Regions from separate parts of the Mus musculus genome. Here region 1 is linked to region 2. Evidence: chromatin contacts called from public promoter capture Hi-C data. All regions are on one chromosome and are shown on one strand. The core of a region is the stretch at or near the end of the contact, and the rest is flanking DNA. Distances in the headings are between cores, read along the strand shown.

Region 1 (6,886 bases), core at 3,633-6,132, 410 kb before region 2:
CAATCTGCCAAGCTGGGCATTGGTGGCACATGCCTTTAATCTCAGCACTTGAGAGGCGGAGGCAGGCAGATTTCTGAGTTTCGAGGCCAGCCTGGTCTACAGACGGAGTTCCAGGACAGCCAGGGCTACACAGAGAAACCCTGTCTTAAAAAACATAAAAACAAACAAACAAAAAACAAAACACAAAACAAACTGCCTTCCTAGTGCTGGGATTAAAGGTGTGCTCCACCATGCAAATTCTTTAAAGAAGAATGTCAGACAACAAACACAGCAGGAATGTGTAATTAGAAAGCCATCCTTTGCAACTCAATAGAATAGTTGATTGAGACCATGATTATCAATAGAGGCTGAATCATTCATTAGGTGACAAGTTGATGGTTAAGGACATAAGGTTGGTAAAAGCATTGTCAACTAGCAGCCTATATAGAGGAAAATATATTTTTATATTTTACTAAGGAAAACACCTGGCTGTTACCACTCAACCAGGTCATTCCACTTGTGGTGAGGAAACTATCCATTTCACTATGATAGACTATTAAGTGTAGAGCAGTGTGCCTGACATGTTCCTGCCAATGTAGCATTGGAAAAATAGTGAGATTGTCCCATAGTCCCAAGTTTGAGAAGTGGTACATTGACCAGTGGCTCCAGATGTCCCATTAGTTAATAAAAATCTTAGTCTGGGTTTTAAGTATATTACTTTTTTGCCCAATGAGTTGCCAAGCTGTTATGCTATACTTATGTGCCTTTATTTATTTGCCTATATTTATTTTGGCATATGGATGATGTGAAAAAAATGCATTGAGCCATTATTGCTAAGAACAGAGAGAGTTTGAGAACCCCGGTTAGTAGGGTAATAATCACTGTATTAGAATTCAATACATTGGATGATAGTCAGTCTTCTCACTTGATGTCATCAATATGATTCTCTGAGTCACTGTTTCCAGTCCTGGGGTTCACTCTTTTTGACAGTTTAACTACTCAGCTTCTCTGGAAATCCTGTCTCTACTTTCTGAGTGCTAGGATTACAGGCAAGCACCCATCCCTCCCCAGCTTTTATTTAAGGGGTGTTAGGGATTTGACCTCAGTTCCTCATGGTTGTGTAGCCAGTTCTTGACCCCCTAAGCCTGCTCCCCGCCTCCGACTCTTGATGATTTCAGTCTGTAAGGAGATGAACCTTCTCTGCTCTGGCCCTTCATATAGTTGATCTTCTCCTTTACAATGACTTCATCCTCCATCCTGTATCTATAGCGAGGCTTTCTCAGACCCACCTGCACTGTAAATAATGACATGAAGTCTTCTAGGCAGTTTAAAGCTTAGGCCTTTTGCTTGGGCCATCTTCCAGCTAGCTTATCTAATTTAACTGGACTACGTGCCAACGATCTGCCACGTGACTGGCTGCAGCTTTGCTTTCTTTCCCTTTATCATTGTCTTTGCCTGGAAGTTCCACCCCCTACTTCCTGCCCAGCTATTGGCTGTCAGCTCTTTATTACAACCAATCAGCATTGAGATAACCTCTGATAACAATTCTAGATTGCCTCTAGGTTGCCCGACCTTCAAGTATCTGAACAGGTGTGGAATTTATATACTTAGGAATATAAGGCCGGTGATGGGCCACGGAAATGACATTAGCGATATCCTGCCAGCATTTAGCCTTCTGCCAGTACAGAATTAGCTGAAAATACAAAGACACACCTTTACACAAAGTGAAGAAAAGTTACTCCAACAATCATCACACGCTAGTGCCTAACTCAAAATCCTTTGAAAGGTTTCTTACCACCCACCAACCAGAATTATCATTTGACTAATCCCACCACCCCAGGCAAGTCCCTTTTCTTCCTCGGCTTAGGTTCCGTGTTGAGTCAATATAACTCTGCTGCCTCTGCCACCAACATCTTTGTCTCTTTCTCCTTTCATTGTAGTGTTTGGCAAAACCCATGTCCTGGCTAACCTGGACTATGACAAGACCTCAGTGCCTCTCACAGCTGCAGAGTGACAGATCACCATACTTCACAGAACTCTTCATTCTCCCATCCTCCATTTGCCTTCCTAGCCTATGCCACTCTCGGCTTCATGTTTCACAGTTTCTAGAATGTTCCCTGGTCTCCGTTCCTCGCCCATGTGGCTCCGGTGTTTCCCTAACAGAACCAACCTCTCAGTCCGTACTGCAACTTTCCTCGCAGGTTCCCACTGTGCCTGCAAGATTGCCCTCAGATGGTAGCCCTGAGCCTAGCCTGCAGCTGTTGCCTCTCACCACACTAAAAGCTTTTTAAAGACAGGAAATCAATATGTTTGGCCACGGGCATACAGGGTGTACCATATGACTGATTACTCGTTGGGTCACAATGAATGTTGTGAACTGTGTTGGTTAAATACGAACCTGAATGTATGTTTGAGAGTGTTAAGTCCTGGCAAACCAACTCTGCTTTCAACACCCTCCGTTCACGTGGGCTTGAGCCACGCCCTCTTATTATTTCATCTGTCAGCATAATGGATGGAATGCTTTGTAATAATAAGCACTACCTGGCCATGTAAGTCACTGTGAACAGACCACTGTCAGGGGTTCCAGAACAAACTTTAAAAGTATATATATATGGAATTTACTGCCAGAGGCCAAGTGAATGTGTAGCAGAATTCATGTCCTTTTATTCATAACCCTAAAAGGGCCATTGACCTGCATTCTTACGGGCTTCTTAAGGTGTCAGAAATGATTAAATTTTTTTAAAAAATCAATTTTAATGAAGCTTAGGAAAGGAGTGAAAAGGTACAGCTCCCCCAAGGATTCCCAAGTGTGGGGCCCAGATGGGTCATCTTAGGTGCTGTCTCCAAAGCCTAGCTCGCCTTCGATAAGGAAAAATATAGACTTTATAAAAATAAATAGATGGGCAAGTGAATCTTGACAATAAAGTTAAAATAAGAACTTTCTGAAGTAGATAAAAATAAACCCTGGGCAAACTTGTTCGTAACACAGACTCTAGAATTTATCTACCGTTTATTTCTTCTCGCCTCTCGGTTCTGTTTGTTTTACAGAGAAAGACATCTTCTTTCCACTTTCTTTCAACTTGACACAAGCTAGGGTCATCTGGGAAGAGGGAACATCAACTGAGAAAACACCTCTATCAGAATCGGCCTGTGGACAAGTCTGTGGGACAGATGATTGATGTGGGATGGGCCAGCCCACTGTGGGCGGTGCCCACCCTGGGTGGGTGGCCTTAGTTGTATCAGGAATAGAGGAGCAAGCCATTAGAGGCAAGCCAGTGAAGTGAGCAGGGCTCCTGAGTGGTCTCTGCTTCAGTTCCTGCATCCAGGTTCTGTCCTGACTTCCCTTCCCCGTGGGTTGTAAACTGTAAGGTGAGATAGGCCCTTTCCTCCTTAAGTTGTTTTTTTGGTAATAATGTTTGTTGCAGCAAAAGAAAGCAAACGAGGATGGGACAGTTTGTTTATTTGCTTGAGAAAAATACAGAAAAAGTAATCTTTGATTATGAAAGAAGAGGAAAAGTATTCACAAGTTATTTTTCAGTCTCAAAAATAAAGTTTTGGTGTTTTTCTCATTGGAAATAACTGCTGTGTAGAGACAGTTTTTCAAAACTCCTCACAAGCCTCATTTCCCGCCCAGCGGTATTTCCGAACACAAGCTGGTGGTGTTGCAGCTCGTTCTGAAACTCCTGCAGTTACACTGTATCTAGCTCTTCAATTGTGGGTCCAGAGAAACAGAGCTGGGAGGGAATACTGAAGTTGAATTCATAAAGGAGAGCGAGCAAGTGGAGCAAAGGGGGAGAGGTTAAAATCGAGACAGATATATATATTTCCCATGTACATATACATACACAGAAAGAGAGAGAGAGATTTCGATTATCTCCTGTCTCTCTGGGAAAGGAACCTCAGGTTTGCAAAGTCAGTTTTAAAAAGAGTACTACTGTTTTCTAAGTGCCTGCAAACTCCTTTCAAAAGTCTTAAGGTGGGGAAGGAACAAAAGTGTTCAGTCTAGGGCGAGGAGTTGGTTGGCTTAATGTTTGAGCATTCCAACAATAAAGACTATCACAATAACCATGCAGTCTCCCATTGAACAGACACTACAGAGGCGGGGGAAATGGGCCTTAAGAGACTGTTTTTTTTCTTTTTTGCTAGGTGTATTTAACATCCACGAATAAATTGTGTAGCTGCTGGTTTTTTGTTTTTGTTTGTTTGTTTTTAACCATCACAAGGGAAAGCAATTTTCTTCAGGTCTGTGTGTTGCAAGTGGGAAAGGCAGGTAGAGCACAGGACCGGCAGTGGTAAGATTGTGAGGGACGTCGTGTCTGGACACAGCCTAGCTGGCTGCCAGCAAGTGACCTGGCATTCCCGCAGACCCGTGTGGGCCGCGGTTCTCCGCTCGCCGACCGAGCATGTGCTAGCCTGTGAGCGTCCTGGCCGCCGCTAGGTGGCGCCGCACATCAATCGGAGCGCGGTGCGGCGACGCGTTTCGCGCCTCGGCCGACCCTGCGCGGTCGTCTACCCGGTTAGTCCCGGCACCCGCGCCCTCCGCGGCGGCTGGGGAGCCCGGGCGGGGCGGGGCGGGGCGGGGCACGGCGGGGCGCGGCTGCGCGTCGCTGCAGCACCATTAGCTAGCCGGCCCCGGCGGGAGGCAGCGTGGTGATGCGGCGGGTCCCGCGCCACCTCCGCCCAGCCAGCCGCACGGTCACGTGCAGCCGAGGCGCTGCTCTCCACCCCCCCTCCCCGCGGGCGCCGGCGCGAGAGGAGGGCGGGGCCGGGGTCGCCTCGGGCCGGGCGCGAGCAGCGCGCGTGCGCCGCGCCCGGTGAGTGCGTGCGGGGCCGGGCCAGCGGGCCGCGGTGTGGATGGGAGGGGGAGCCGGGCGCGCGCCAGAGGAGCGGCGGGGGAGGGGCGGAGCTGCCGCGGAGGCGCGAGGCGGGCGCAGCGACTGAGGGAGCGTGGGCCGCGGTGCGGTGCGGTGCGGCTGGGCGGCCGCCTGACCGGTTGCCTTCCCCGGCGTTCCCCTCAGCCGCGGGGAGGACACTGAACGACGGCGGCGCCCGCGAGGCCCGAGGAAGCGGCTGGGCCCGGGCATGGTGGCCTGGGGCGGCGCGGAAGGTGAGCGACCCCCGGGCCGGCGGGTGGGGGAGGGGTACCGAGCCTCCGCCGTCCCCGCCTCCGCCGCACGAGCGGCCCGAGGCGCCGAGGCCGGGGGCTCGCGGTGCTGCCGCGAGGCCTCCTGCCTGCCGCGCCGCGTCGCCCCTGCGCCTCCGGCCGCCGGGTTATGTAACGCGTGACCTCCCGTTCCCGCTCCACACCCGGCGCTCCGTCGCGCGCCGATCGGGGCGCCCGCGGCCCTGCCTCCGAGTCCCGCCGCTGGCGTCGCAAGTCACCGGTTCCTCCTGCGCCGGCGCCTGGCCGGCCATTCATTCCCTCGCGCGTTCGAGTGTCCGCTCCGCCAGCGTTTGCAGAACGTGGCAGGGGGCACCCGGGGCCCGCGCCGCGGGTCTTCGCTCGTCCCCGGTGCATCGGCTTCTCCCCTCTGCCTTGCTCTTAGGCATCCCGGAGGCAGTGTTTCTCTCACTCCTTTTCCCTTGTCACTTATCTGTCCCCTTCATGTGCAGGACACCTGTCCCCAAGTGTTTGTACAGGTGCTCAGTTCACACTTGGGTGTGCTGTTATAATAACAGTCGGGGTGCACCGAGGGGGCACTTGTTTGTTTGGAGACTCTTCCTGTCCCGGGTTTGCAAAGCCCGGACTTTCCTGTAGTATCGTTCCTTGATTGTTTAAAAAAACACTACAGGTGATACATGCCTAGGATTTCACCGTGTGTTTTTTGGTGTTTCTTGGGTATAAAGTAGAAATGGTATGTAGATAAAAACAAGAGACCTCATAAAAAGGATTTGTAACTATTAAGGGCTATGTAACAGCTCTTAAATTATTTGCTTGGTCTCTGGCTTCTCTAGTACCTGTTCTTCCTTTACGTAGAGTAATAATACCACAATCTTGTTCCTATGGAGTGCGCATTAGCTCAGCTTAGCAAGACTCCATAAGTTTGCTTTCCCATATTGACCGGGCTTTGCCCAGGCAAATGCTGCTAGAATACCCTTCCGGCCCTTCCAGTGCTACCTGTGATGGACACTTGGAAGCTTACCTGGAGCTCTCCATCCAGGACTTCAGTCTGCACGAGTGCACTCGTTCATTGCTTAGACTACTTACTTGCCATTTTTCTTGAATTTCTGTTTTCTTGTTTGTGTCTTGTAGGTCCTTTGAGGTCAGTATGTACCAAAATCGTGTATCTTGTCATGAAACTTTACTCCTTTTTATGGTAAATAATGCATATTTGTTCATTTTCTTAAGGGTGGGAATCACTTTTAACATTAAATCTCTATGTCATCTCAGGTAGAAAAATACACATTTTCAAAATTAATGTGCTGAAATACGTAACTCCACTTCTTTAACACTGAAAACCAAGATTCTAAATGGAAAGGAAGGAAAGCCTGTTCCCAACAACCAGTCACAGTAAATACATTCCAGAGGCTACATAGACCTATATTTAACAAACATACTGTATCCAATGGCATGTGAAGTGGAGAGATCAAAGCATTTACATATGGGCTTGAAATTTGCCTCTGCTAGTTGGACAAGCTTTTCATTCATATTTGGAAGACATTTTCCAGTTTGGGTAGCCGACTAATAAATTAGTTCTTAAGTGAAAGGCATTTAATAAGACTATGAAACTACAGGTACTAGGTAAGTGTTTTCTGTAGCATACTCTTGTAGCTGTGTACTAAATAGGGCCTGATATGCTGGAGAGAGACCATGAGAAGAAAACTAATCACCGGAGACCTTAGGTGCCTGCTGTCTACTAGAGAACAGATCCTGAGGGCTGGCAGATTCTTAGTGTTTTATTAGAAT
Region 2 (7,348 bases), core at 3,075-5,574:
AAGGAAGGAAATGCTGGTAAATCCTCACTGGTGGATCATCCCCATACAGTCAAAGAATGCCATAGCATACCTTGGAATCAAGGCAGTAGTACAATACTAAACATTAAATTGTGGGATAGCCATCAAGCAGAACCTTAGCAAGCCGTTGGGAATCTATACTTAGGAAGACATCATTATCACATGCAGAGATCCTTGTATTTTAATGTAGTTCTTTAAAGAGAATATATAATTATTTGCCTTAGCCTTAACTATGGAGGGGTGAGGGTGGGGGTATGGGATTGAGCCAAGGCTTTGGGTGTCCTAGGTAAGTGCTTTACCTCTGAGGTGAATCTCTCTCCTTGTGCCTTAACTCCAGTTACACAGGAGACATTTGTATACCCTCTTTATAATAAATAAAAATGGAAGCAAAACAAAAACCAAAGAAACAGAAAACAAAATAAAACAAAACAAAACCAGCAATAGGAGTGACTTCTGGGGTTGGAACCACTGGTGCTCTCCACTTCTTTCTCCTTTATGTAGGGCCCATCTGGGGTTCAGAAAGCAATTAAGCATTCAAAGAAAAGCCCAGCGAGGCTGGAGACCTCTTTCTGGGTTTAACCTGAGCAGCTCTGCATTTTCTTGGCTTCCCTTCCCGCCAAGCCTGGCTGTAGGAATGGAGGAGGTTGGTGTAGGTTGTGGTTTTAAGCGGGGGGGGGGGGGGGGGGGGGGGGGGGGCAGGGCTCCTGGCACTGGTGTCCGGGTGGGTGGCTTTGCGTAGCTGCCTCGAGGATCAAGGCCAGAGTGGCTGGAGAGGGAGTGGGCTAAGGCAGAGGGAAGGCAACAGAACAAACTCTGGGCAATGACTGGGAATAGGTCAGTTGGGGAAACTGAGTCTGGAACGGAAGGGTGGCTACTGCAGCCTCATATGTGGGTCACACACAGCCGGTCATGGTGGAAGCTCATTGGCCAGTGGTGTACCTCAGACAGCTGCCGTGCGAGACCACTGTGCTAGCTGAGTACATAACTGCGCTGAAAACAGAGTCAGACCCTACCTGTTTTTTTTTTTTTAATTTTTTAAAAATCAACTTAGTTACATTTAATTTTTTATCTCTTTAGTTATTTTATTATATTTCTACACATTTATGGAGACAGGTATGTATGTGGAGGACGGAGAACAGCTTGCTGAAAGTTGGCTCTCTCCCTCTACCCTGACGTGGGTGTCAGGGGTTGAACCCAGGTTGTTAGCCTTGGCGGCAGGCACCCTTACCCACTGAGCCATCTCGCTGGTCAATTAAAAAAAATTTTGGTGCATGTAGGTATGCTAGCATGCGTGTGGAGGTTCACATGCATGTGTGTATATGTAGAAGTCTGAAGACTTTGGGAGTCTTCCTTGATTGCTCTCTGTCTTATTTGTTGAGGCAGGGCCTTTCAGCTGAGCCCAGAACCTGATAATATGGGGTAGCCCAGCCAGGCAGCTTTTGGAGGGCCCCTTGTCTTGGCTTTCTGGAAGAGGGCTGAGATTCCAGGTGAGAGGCCACCATCTTGACCAGCATTTTTTGAAGGACCAGGGATTCAATCTCCAGTCATTACACTCAAACAGGGAGGCAGCTTTCTGAGATCACAGCCACCAACACTTTCCTGGGCCCTCCCACATCAACCAATCATCAATCAAGAAAATGCCTCCGGGCATACATGCAGGAAAGCACTCCCTCAATAGAAGATATTTCTTCCCTGATGACTCTAGCTTGTGTCAAGTTGACCACAAACCAACCAAGACAGGAATAATTGAGCAGAAAAGGAAATAGAAATACTTTAAACAGGAAAAGCTTTTTTTAAAATGTTGCTTTCTGACGCCCTGAAGGAGGCTTCTCTCTGTATGTAGGAAAGTTGTCTCCTTTTCTAAATTGAACACTTCTTTTTTATTTTTTTCTTTCCTTGTCAGGGTCAGAGGCCGCATTGAGAGAGATAGCCCTGCTCTAGAGGGGAAACTGGGAAAGGGGATAGCATTTGAAATGTAAATAAATAAAATATCCAGTTTTTAAAAATTAAAAGGGAAGAATCAACACTCAAAAAAAAAAAAAAACCCAAACAAACAAAAAACAAAAACCATGGATGTGGGTTCAGACTCTCTCTCCACCACTTACTGTGACTGTGTAGAGCACGTGGGCACCTCACTCGTAGCATGATGACAACGGTGTATCTTTGTTCAGGGTTCTGCTAGGGACTGAAGCCTTCACTGGGCCCCTGCTTGCCCATGGCTTGGAACAGCATCTAACTTTTCACAATGACAGATCCCCAGACAGAGATAATGGGCTTAGGAGCAGCGTTGCCTCCTCTGTCTTGTCAATAGGGTCTCTTCCCTTGGAAGAGGGTGTTTGGGGATAGCTAAGAGAGACTTTGTAGCAGCTGGAAAGAAAGCGCCTTAACCCTATGATCTCGGCTGTGCGGTGGTTGCTGCTGGCATTAAGAAACTGTTTCCTTTCTTCTAGCTGCATATGTAGCAGAAGATGGCCTAGTTGGCCATCAGTGGAAAGAGAGGCCCCTTGGCCTTGCAAACTTTTGGGATAACAATTAAAATGTAAATAAAGAAAATATTTAATAAAAAATTGAAAGAAGAAGAAAAAAAGAAACTTTCCTTGAAGTTCCATAAAGCCTTACTTGAATACAATAGCATTTTCTCAACTGGCTTGAAGGCTTGGTGACAGAAATAAGGAGAAGAGCCGCCAGGACAGCAGCTTTGAGGACCAGAGTTGTCCGAGAAGGAAGTCCCTGGGAGTCTCCTGTAGGCAGCTCTTCCTCCTCACAGTTCCTCCTTAGTTTTCCCTGTTGCCAACCTAGTCATCGAGTTCCCAACCACTTTCTATTTTGGGTGTTGACACTGTGTTCTCAGCCTTAGCTAATCACCAAGATCCTCTGGGTTTTTTTGTCCTCTGAAACCCTCCAGGAACTTCAAAAGCCACCCACAAGCACACACAAGTAAAGCCAGAGGCTTCTGATACTCTGGAAACAAAAATTCTTAGGTTAGAAAGGCAATTTACGGAGTCAATAAATATTTAGCGGTTACAGCCGTGCAGAATACGTGTTGATCTGAACAGCAAGCAACAGCAGGCTTAGGGTGGGTGGGTGAAGGCACAGGCTTGCTTGTAGTTGTTCAGTTTAGTTTGAGGATTTCAAACAAGGCAAACACACACCTAAGCAATTCATTTGCTCCTCTGTGAGTCACCTGCTCACTGTGAGTGGTTGTCAATTAGGAGACTGATTCATGATTTGTTTATGTTCTTTGAGGGAATTAATTTCATTTAACCATCAAAGGAGACTTTTAAGTGACTAGCTTGAACCAAAGGGATCGATTACACCCAAAAGTTAAAAAGGCAACTAACTTCCTTTCATGTACCCAACCAAATGAGATCTCTCGCCAGGTTCTTTCCTATTTTGTTTGGGATTTTGGTCTAATTTTAAAGTCCGCTTTTCAAGATAGAGGTGCAAGTGTGTGCTTCTTGGGTTTCTCTGCGTCCCTGGTCCCAAGATATCAGCCCCAAGGCTCAACGGTGGAGTATGGATTCCTCTAGATCTGACAGTGGCACTCTTAACATCGCTGCGGAAGTCAGAACTCAGGAACCACTCCACCCCAGTGCCACTGTCTGATGGGAGAATTCTCTTTTCTACCTGGGGCTCCTGCTACTGCAGCCTGGGCGTCCTGCTGGGGCTCAGCTGACATTCCTTGTACTTCACCCCTTGACCATGGCAGTGTCAGCAGGCCAAAAGAGGGCTCTCTCTGTAGGTAGCTTAGCTGAGGAGCCGGGGGGGGGGGGGGGGGGGGGGGGGCAGCCCGCTCCTTCCCCAAATGGGCCAGCTCCTCTGTTAGATGTAGGGGTGGGGACCGAAGCTGAGACGTCTCCTTCAGCTTTTTATCCCACACTTGCCAGTGCCACAGCAATGATTCACCTAGAGACGGGGCGGCAGCTTCCCTCATTAGCCCTCAGACGCTCGGACCCACAAGGTTATGAAACAACTTTTACTTTTTATCCGTATGCGCACGTTCCTCCCTGCCACCCGGGCGCCCACTCTCCGAGGCTCGGGTGACAGGGAGGTGGCGCGCAGGAGCCGCGATCGTGAGCGTCCTCGTCCTGGCGGTGGTCCCCCAGCCCTCGGACCTCGCGCAGGCAGGAGCCAGCCAAGCTCCCAGCTCTGCAGCGCCGCCACGTGGGGTGGCCAGGGTCCCGCGTGCCCGGCGGGAGCGGCGCGGGGGAGGCGCGCGGGCCTGGGCGGCGCGGAGCAGAGCTGAGCAGAGCGGAACAGCCGCGTCCGCCCCCGCCGGGCCGCGCGCAGCCGAGTCGGGAGCCGGGAGCGCGCGCCCAGCGCAGGGCCAGCGCGGCCGCCCGAGGGTCGCGCCCGCGTCCGCGTCCATCCCCCGGCCGCAGACCCCGCGCTACCCGCGCCCTACCGCCACCTGCTGCGCGGCGCCGCCGGCCCTCGACGCTGCGGCCGGGGGTCAGGGTGCACCCCGGCAGAGCAGCCCCCGCTTGTCCCCGCGGACTGAGCCCTTCCCGGCACGCTCGCCAAACACGGCCACGCTCCAGTGCCAGGTACCTGGGACAGTCTGAAATGGCGTGGCCACGCAGCATGCGTGGGGCGCAGACCCAGGGAGGTTGGAGGGAGCTGGGTTGGGGGTGAGAGTCTGACGCGTTCCCGAAGTCGCGTCCTGTCGTGGAGCTGGGGAGGTAGTGGCGAGAAGAGCTCAGGTAGCCCAGGGCCCTTTGGACGTGAAGGGTACCCACGCCACCCCTGTGGGGGCCACGTCCACGACACTATGGTCGGTGGGGCCGAGAGAAGCCAGACGCGCAAGTGCCCAAAGTTTTCCTCTGAGCGCTTTGCTGGACTTAACTTTGAAATGTGAGGCAGAGCTGAGCAGTTTAACCAGTTTTAACACTAAGAAAACGGGGGGGGGGGGGGGGGGGACAGGGCTTGCTGCCCGCGTTTCAGTTCTTAGTACCAGAGCATAATCGCGTCTGTCTCCCAGGGCCACGGAGAGGGAGACGGTGGACACACAGGCTGTCTTCCTTATGCTTCGGGTCATGGTTTATTTAACAGGCTTGGGGCTTAGGTTACAAGCCACCAGAGGGGAGTCTGAGTTTAATCTTAGACATAATCAGAATTTGAATCAACAAATATTTGCTGAGCAGTCATTTACTAACCGGCAGGACTTCGTTTTCAGTATGAGGTAGGTAGGTGTACAACTGCTGAGAGGCGGGGTAGTTACTCAAATGAGCAAGCGTTTGTTTTGTTTTGTTTTTGTTTGTTTTGTTTGTTTGTTTTTGTTTTTGAAATGCAAGGGGAAAGGAAGGCCGAGGTGTGACTGGACTTGTGGCCTGCAGGTGGCCAGTTGGCATTGTGTCAGAAATGAACCAGAAAATCCAAGTGGGAAGACAGGCACCTGTGTTGTTTGTCGCTCTCTTGGGAGCCCTCGCACCTTCCAGAACTATTTTAAAGTAAGCCCCTCCTTTGGTGGAGGCTGGGACTTCCTTCCATTTACCTAAATACATAGCAACCACGAAATAGAATCTCAGCCCTGATACTCATTGGGAGCTGGGTCATGCCAGACGTGCACCTGAGATGAATGAGGATCAGGGATCACCTGAGAGCTAGCTCTTTGAGATTATAAAATGATGGAGACGAAGTTCAGTGCGGGTGGCTGAAGATGTCTGCCCCCCACCCCACCCCCGCGTTGAGCTGCGCTGCGTTCCACTCTGAATTCTAGGGTTGTGCCGGTCCAAATCGGAGCATGAGACAAGGCCGAGAGATCAGAAAGACTGGTTCTGTCCTTTACTTAAAATTGAGGTATTTTGTAAATCATGGGTTTTCATATTTGTTTTAAATGCTTCAAAATGTTGCATTTAACATTTCTAGTAACATGACTGATTTTTCTTCTTCTTTTTTTTAACCAGAGAGGCATTTGTCTTTCTCTCTAAGGTTCTAGATTTGTTTCTGTCTCTCCAGCAGCCCTTTTCCATTTATAGAATCAGTGTAGTATCCAATAAGGGTAGTATCCATCCATAGCTGCTTCAGGGCCATGCTGCAGGAGCTGGCAAATGGGTTTGGCGTGTAGTGGGTTGGCTGCTAGGATAGTTGAGCCAGGAGCATCAATGCTCAGCGTGGTTCTTTGGGCCTTATCTAATCGTGCCTCGAGTCTCAGCTTGCCCTTATGGAGAAGCAGAGAAGTGATAGCATACTGCGTGTGTGCCCACTTCCAGATTTCTATCCTGGAGGCTCTGAGGTGATGGTGGTTTTATGAGATAGTGCCCCTTGCACTGAATTAGGGCGCATTATAATCAACATTCCAGAAAGCTTCTTCCCTCCTTTGGCTGCATCTGTGAGTCAGGAAACAACCCCTCACCGGGTACCAGATGCTGGGATGCTTGGATCTTAGACTCCCAGAACTGTGAGGAGCAAACTTCTCTTGTTTATAAACCACGCAGACTGTAGTATGTTGTTACACGGCCGGAATGTTACATAGTAGCCAGCTCTGGGAGAGTTCTCAGCTACAAAGGGAGACTGTGACTGCTTGGGCCCTCCCGTGGGCTAAGTTGTCTGGATGGCCTAGTAGGCCTGCATTTGACTTGGCAAGACTATGTGCTTTCCGCCTGGAACTTAGCCCAGGCAGGTAGTCTTATAAATATTGTTTGTGTTGTAAAGAGACCCAGCGGAAGCATCTGCATTGGGGGGTGGGGGTGGGAGGTCGGGGAAGGGTAGATACATCTCCTGTTGTGCGTTTATTGTGAAGGGGTGCAGCTTTTTGATGTGTATTTAATTTTGTGGCCCAGACAGAATGTCCTGGCTCCCTTTTTGGTATACTCACTTCTAGTTTTTCTTGGGCTGAATTTAAGTGATATTTCAATCACTGTGTAGCTGAAAGCAGCTTGCTCCCCAAGTCCTTCTTTAGGAACCTCCTTGTTGAAGTGGTGTCCAGGCACTAGAAAAAGCCACAGTGAAATCTGGACATAGGGAGGTTGCCTCTTGTGTGTTGATCTTGCTGTTCCCCAGGGAGTCCCTCCTCCTCGGCCCCACCCCCACCCCCATGCTACGTTGGTTTCCTGGCTAGGGTTTCTTCTGATATTATTTAGCTGGTCTTTGCATTGGCTATCAGAACTCCTTCCCCTAAGGCTTCATCAAGCTCTCTCTATAAGGTAGCTGCTAACCTGCCCAGGAACTGTGTCGTGTGGTACTGCCACACCAGGTTGCCATTTTGCATTTCTGGGCAGCCTTTTCCCAACATTGCACACAGGAAGCTGGGCCGAAGCTTCCTGTGCTTGCGGCCTCCCTCTCAACCTTTCAGAGGTTCCTGGAGCAGGGGATCTTTCCCAATCTCCCC

What was found. Promoter capture Hi-C pulls out the DNA fragments that hold promoters and counts their contacts.
Region 1: a contact with region 2 is called in a promoter capture Hi-C map of embryonic stem cells, with 5 times the contacts expected there. The contact joins the promoter of Rev1 here to the promoter of Cracdl in region 2. A contact is called at or near these places in 7 of 39 promoter capture datasets (the SN4741 cell line, embryonic stem cells, hippocampal neurons and 3 more) and 1 of 9 other capture datasets (macrophages).

Annotation. Positions count from the first base shown.
Region 1 is chr1:38,127,662-38,134,547 of GRCm38.p6, reverse strand. Rev1 (REV1, DNA directed polymerase) reads left to right here and starts at 4,882. Exons shown (of 23, transcript NM_019570.4): 1 at 4,882-5,086. It overlaps Gm5099 (predicted gene 5099), which reads right to left and starts at 2,465. Exons shown (of 6, transcript NR_151587.1): 1 at 2,378-2,465.
Region 2 is chr1:37,716,787-37,724,134 of GRCm38.p6, reverse strand. Cracdl (capping protein inhibiting regulator of actin like) reads left to right here and starts at 4,324. Exons shown (of 10, transcript NM_028096.1): 1 at 4,324-4,565.